2 separate regions of the Sus scrofa genome follow, and region 2 is linked to region 1. Evidence: chromatin contacts called from public Hi-C data. All regions are on one chromosome and are shown on one strand. The core of a region is the stretch at or near the end of the contact, and the rest is flanking DNA. Distances in the headings are between cores, read along the strand shown. Region 1 holds the start of INO80 (DNA helicase INO80). Region 2 holds the start of DNAJC17 (dnaJ homolog subfamily C member 17).

What was found. A called contact is a pair of places that touch in the nucleus more often than the background predicts.
Region 2: a Hi-C map of skeletal muscle shows a contact between it and region 1, with 6 times the contacts expected there. The contact joins the promoter of DNAJC17 here to the promoter of INO80 in region 1. A contact is called at or near these places in 1 of 5 promoter capture datasets (liver) and 6 of 47 Hi-C or Micro-C datasets (heart right ventricle, liver, psoas muscle and 1 more).

What each region holds. Positions count from the first base shown.
Region 1 is chr1:130,200,232-130,203,275 of Sscrofa11.1, reverse strand. INO80 (DNA helicase INO80) reads right to left here and starts at 1,571. Exons shown (of 36, transcript XM_003121588.5): 1 at 1,251-1,571.
Region 2 is chr1:130,515,132-130,518,175 of Sscrofa11.1, reverse strand. It overlaps DNAJC17 (dnaJ homolog subfamily C member 17), which reads right to left and starts at 1,451. Exons shown (of 11, transcript XM_001929383.4): 1 at 1,261-1,451. The coding sequence starts at 1,338. ZFYVE19 (abscission/NoCut checkpoint regulator) reads left to right here and starts at 233. Exons shown (of 12, transcript XM_001929402.5): 1 at 233-1,313; 2 at 1,689-1,765; 3 at 3,007-3,044. The coding sequence starts at 1,712.

The DNA of each region.
Region 1 (3,044 bases), core at 322-2,821:
ACATGGATGAACCTTGAATACATGGTAAAGTGAAAGAAGACAGCCACAAAAATATTGTATAATTATGTTTATGTGAAATATCCAGACTAGGCAAATTTACACAGACAGAAAAATTAGTGGTTAAAAGGGGCCAAGGGAAGGAGAGTAGAGAGTAACTGCTAAGGGGGCTTCTTTTGGGGGTGATGAATTATAGTGGTGACTGCTGTACAAGTCTATTAGTATACCAAAAATCATGGAACTGTACACTTCAAAAGGCTGAGCTTTTCAGTATGTGAATTATATCTCAATAAAGCTGTTACTTTAAAAATATATAATAAAAAGCTGGCACTAGTAAACCACGATGAAAATTTCTTTGGGAAAGGAAGTCATGAAAGTCACTGATTGGAAAAGTAAGCTGGTTACTTGTGACGTTAGGAAGGTCAAATTCCTATTTTCTTCTTCCATTCCTTCCAGCAACTATATGAACGTAAAACTACAGACAGTGTTTGGATCAAAGAACTCAGGCACAGCTGGCTGTTAACTAAAATAGTGAGTGTTTTCTTAGGATCTTTCACTCCTCAACTGTAGGGGGCTTCCATCCTCGGTGATTACGGAAGTAGTAGTTTTTATCAGCAACCTCAAGAAGGAATGTCAAATTGGATGACACTTGCCTAGACGCCCTAAAAAAAGCCTAAAAGACTGAAAGGGGTGACACCTACACACTCCTCAGTCTGCGCACGTGTTGGGCTGCCCCCACCCAACACCAACGAGCAGCGTGCACCATACACCCAGATCTCAACTTGTTCCCCATAAACTGACACACTGTCAAGCCCTTAGAGCTCATCTGCTTAAAAGGACAGATATAGCCCTCACCAGGTTCCCACTTGAGCCAAACCAGCCCCCGCCCTGCCCCACCCCACCCCCAAACCCACACACGTGTTAGCCCGACACCGCCCCACCGGGTCCCACGTGCACCTGGTCTAACACACTCCCCACGTGTGGGCGCCCCACGGGCTTCCTAGGCTGGCTGAGGTCACCGCGTGACCCCAGGTCTCCAGAGGCAGGAGGAGGAAAGGACGAGGCCCAGGTCCCCTGAGGTCCTAATCTTGTGGGGAGTGTCCATACCCATCCTCCTTACTAACCCCAACAAATCCAAGGGCCGGGGGCGACGGCCCCTTTAAGACGCGGCCCAGTCGTCGCCCGCAGAGAGGGGCGCAACGGGGCCTACACAACCCCCCCTCCGTTCGCCCGCCCACGTCTAGTCGCCTCACCTCGGGCCGCCGGGCCCCGCCGCCGCGGCGGCGGCGGAGGGGGGGCGGAGTGCGGGCGGGGTCCGGAGGGGGGGGTCGCCCCGCCGACGGTGGAGCCGCGGTTTGCTCTCTGAGGCCGTGGGACGGTGACTGCGTTGGGCGTGGACGCTCCTAGCTCGCTCCCTCGGCGGCTCCTGGGACCCCAAGATGGCGGCGGCGCTGAGGCGGCTGCGGGCGCTGGGCCGGCGGCGGCGGCGGCCACTTTCACTCACTGAGAGGAGCGGAGCAGGGACACGGGGAGCCATGGCGGGGGGGAGGAGAGGCGCCATAGCCAGGCCAGAACAATCGAACTGCTACTCAGCGGGCTTACCCCTGCCCCGCCCACGCTCCCTGCTCGTTGCCAGCCCGTGGCCGTCCGCAGTGCCGCTGCTGTCGACCTCGTGCAGCTCGCACCCCGCAGCTGCCGCCTGACGCCCCGCGCAGACCGGGGTTCGGGGGGGAGACCCTGATCCATGCCATCTGAGTGCAGATTGGTCGGGGCTGGGACTGGCGAAGATTGCCGAAAGGCGGCGAGGAGGAGGAGGAGGATGTCATCGCTAGAGTGAGCAAGCAGATCTCGCGGGAGCAAATGTCGCGAGACCTCTTCAGGCCTGCAACCGCCGAAGAAAGGTTACTTTTCCCGGAAGTAACGTCAATCGAAACATCCCGGGATCTTGGGAACGTTCAATCCGCAGACTGGATCTGGGAGGGTTCTTGTGATTAGTTTGTTAGGGGCTACTAAGCACTGCTGAGATCACTTGAGTGAAAGGATAGGCTTGGGCGTGGTATTTTATCCTGTTTTTGGCACCTTTGGGCGGAGTTGTACATTTTTCGGGAAAATGCCTGCTGTGTAGAACTACTCTTAGTTTGGACAGGATGCATAAATGAAGGCTTTAAGATTCAAGCACTTAGAAACACAGACCTGTCATCAGAAGTCTCTCCCTCTTCTCACACTCACTCAGTGAACCTCTGAAATTGATTTGTCTGTGCCAACTCCGTAGTTTGAGACTCCTGCAACCCACATTTACTTAAGTTAATATAGCTCAATGAGCAGCATGTATGTTGAGAAGTATCTAGTGTACAGCTTGAGTGCAAATAAGGATTAGAGGAATTTAGTGAAAGTTAAGGATTCTATTTCATTTCCCTCGGGTCTCATGTTTTAATTCATTTCAGTCTGGCCCTTAGCATTTAAGCAGAACAGAGTTTGGTTAAGGTCACTGAGAAGCCTTCTTGGGCCGAATTCACTGGACTTTAAAGAATTAATTTTGCTGGATTTCCCGTCCTGGCTCAGTAGTTAACGAATCCGACTGGGAACCATGAGGTTGCAGGTTCTATCACTGGCCTTGCTCAGTGGGTTAAAGATCCGGCATTGCTGTGAGCTGTGGTGTTGCATTGCTGTGAGCTGTGGTGTAGGTCGCAGACGCGGCTGGGATCCCGAGTTGCTGTGGCTCTTGCGCAGGCCAGTGGCTACAGCTCTAATTATATCCCTAGCCTGGGAACCTCCATATGCCGCAGGAGCGGCCCTAGAAAAGACCAAAAAAAAAGAATTAATTTTGCTTAAAGGGGAGTTCCCGTCATGGCGCAGCGGAAACTAATTCAACTAGCAACCCTGAGGTTGTGGGTTTGATCCCTGGCCTCCCTCAGTGCGTTAAGGATCTAGCGTCACCATGAGCTATGGTGTAGGTTGCAGAGGCGGCTCAGATCTGTGGCTGTGGCGCAGGCTGGCAGCTGTATCTCCGATTTGATTCCTTGCCTGGGAACCTCCATATGCCACAG
Region 2 (3,044 bases), core at 202-2,701, 320 kb before region 1:
AGCATATGGAAGTTCCTAGGCTAGGTCGAATCAGAGCTGCAACTGCTGGCCTACACCATAGCAACAGCAATGCAGAATCTAAGCTGCACCTGCTACCTACACCACAGCTCATGGCAACGCCAGATCCATAATCCGCTGAGGGAAGGCAGGGATCAACCCTCATTCTCATGGATACTATTCGGGTTCATAACTTGCTGAGCCACAATGGAAATTTCCTTTTTTAATCTTTTTTTTTTTTTTAGGGCCACACCCATGACATATAGAATTTCCCAGGCTAGGGGTCCATGCCACAGCCTCAGCAACGCCAGATCCAAGCTGCATCTGTGAACTATACCACAGCCCACAGCAACGCCAGATCCTTAAGCCACTGAGCGAGGCCAGGGATCAAACCTGCGTCCTCATGGATGCTAGTTAGATTCGTTTCCGCTAAGGCACCACGGGAACTCCCCTATTTTAATTTTTAATGGCTGCACTCACAGCATATGGAAGTTCCTCCCAGGGCAGCTGCAGCAACGCCAGATCCTTTATCCCATTGTGCCTGGCCTGGAGGCAAACCCGTACCTCCACAGCGACCTGAGCCGCTGCAGTGGCATTCTCAACCCACTGTGCCACAGTGGGAACTCCTCTCGCGCATTTATCAACACCTTCCTGTGGAATTCCAGGCCATTTGCCTTACCCTTCTGATCCTGCTTTTGACCCATTAGAACATGCTGAGAGGACAACACCTGAGCAACTGCTACTTGAAGAGTCAATGGGCTGGGGTGTAAAAGAAAACAGAGATGGCAGAGTCATAGGTCACACTGCCAAGGAGGGGATGAAGAGGGAATGGAGAAGCCTTAAGACCTGTCCTCTCCTAGGCTCTAAGCGAAGTTAAATCAACCTGCTGGAGAGAATGAATGACTCACGTCTGCACAGTGTAGCAGAATCAGAAGCTGACATTGCGCAGGCGCAGTGAGGAAGCAAAGATTGCCCGCCTGGCTGGCTATGCCGCCTCCTTTAGACAAGGGCCACGGGGAGACGTCAGTACCGTACTCCACTCAAAGAACCTCCTTCCTGTGCTCTCTCTTCCTCATGAAGTCCTCAGACCACTAGGAAAGGTCTCGGAACCCGCTTCTGAGGCCGTCGGGCCGACCCCTCGTTGCCAAACACCCAGGGCCGGGTCGAACCTGGAAAGCTGGTGGTGCCAGCCTCGGGAGAGAGGCCAAGACCGGAAGAGTCGCCAGGTCGCTCGGGAACGGCCCTCCTCGCTCCAGTTCTCACCTCTTTGTCCGCCGCCTTCTCCCCGATACCTAGCAGCGCGTACAGATCCATCTGTAAGAGCTCTTTGGTCACCGCCATGGTTCCAATCCTGACTGGATTAGTACTACAACTCCCAGGAGTCTAAGCGTGTCGGGACCGGGGACAGTTGGATCCCAAGCCAGCTGAATGGCGCTTAGCCCCCTGGGAAATGTCGTGATCTGGGCCAGCCAGGCTTGACTGCCTCTGAGAGAAGTTGGCAGGGGTGAAAGAACTACGACTCCCAGCAGCGTCCGCGCACGCCACTACTGCTCTCCCGCAGGGGTGACTGTCGTAATTCCTTGCTCCGAGGCCTTGGCTCTCGCGCGCAAGTGGGCGTGGGGAAGCAGGGGCGGGGCTGGGCGAAGGTCCTAGGGCTTCTGGACCTGACTCACAAGAAATCAACTCTGCAGACCCTGTTACGCCGGGAACCAGGATGGAGAGTAGGTGCTACGGCTGCGCTGTCAAGTTCACCATCTTCAAAAAGGAGGCGAGTCTTCTCTCCCCGGGGGTCTAGAGGGCCAAGGAGGACGCAGAGAGGAGGGAAATGCATAGGACTTGCATTCTTGGTTTTACGGAAAATTTCCACCTGTCTGATTTTGATGAAGCCACTCAGCTTCAGTTTCCGTTTCTGTAGAATGAAGTTAACACTCCGTTGGGGTTGATGCGAGGGTCCAGTGAGGTCCAGGAGGTGATAGTTCTTTGTAAACTGTGAAGCGAACCCCTGTCATTTTTGGAAAGCTAGGTTTTTCTGTCCACCAAGTGTAGGGTTCAGCTGTTTCCTTCTCTCTAGCCTACCCATCTGAAGCCTGGACTTTAGTTAATGCTCTGTGACTGACCTCTCCATCACACCATGCCCGTTTTTTTTCTCTGCTCTGAAACCTTCACCATCAAGCAGCCTTCCCTGCTTTCTTGAGTTAGATTACCACCTTATCTTCTGCCCCCAGGGCACCATGGCAGAATCTCACTTGTCCTCAGCACTGACCTGTCAAGTTCCTCTGGTAAACTGCAGGCTTTCTCTGCCTCCATTGCGACCAGATAGGATGAATGAATAGCAGGTGGTGAAGTAGATCCGTGTGGCCCTCAGAAACCTGGGTTTTGGAGTCAAAGTGATCAGAATTCAAATTTGAGCTCTGCTGTCATTCATGGGGTGAACTTGCTTTGGACAAGTCATGTAACTTTGCTGATCCCTTCCTATTATCCCAATAGAATAAGAATGGTGATCATCAGGATTAAGTAAGATAGTGTGTGTAAATTGTCAGAATTAAATTATGTGATGAACGTTGAGTACTGAGCTTAGAGCCTGGCACACAATAGGTGCTTAATAATGGAGGCTTTTGTTACCATCCCATCCTAGTCAAGCCGCCCTCCATCTCTGCTAGAGCAGAGAAGGCATGGACTCTGCACTTTATTGCTCCTTTGCTGAAGAGTCAGTGACCTGAAGCATGGTCTTTTGCCTGTTTGTCTTCTGCACCCCAATGTCAGGGAATTAGAGGAGAAAGCATGAGAATTTTGCATGAAGCTTTACCTGATTTGAATGGAAGACTGGAGACTGAGGAATTGCTTTACCCTCCACCCCTGTCTCTCCCCAGGCCTTAGGGGCCCCACTCCTCTCCTCTCAGCAGCTGGTTACAGTTTCAGTGCCTGTTCTGTGTGTGTGTTCAGAGAGTTCCAGGGAGGAGCCTGCAGGGGGGAGTGAGAGGTGGACCCCCTGCTTCATGTTTCTTGTAGTACGGCTGTAAGAACTGTGGCCGGGCGTTCTGTTCCGG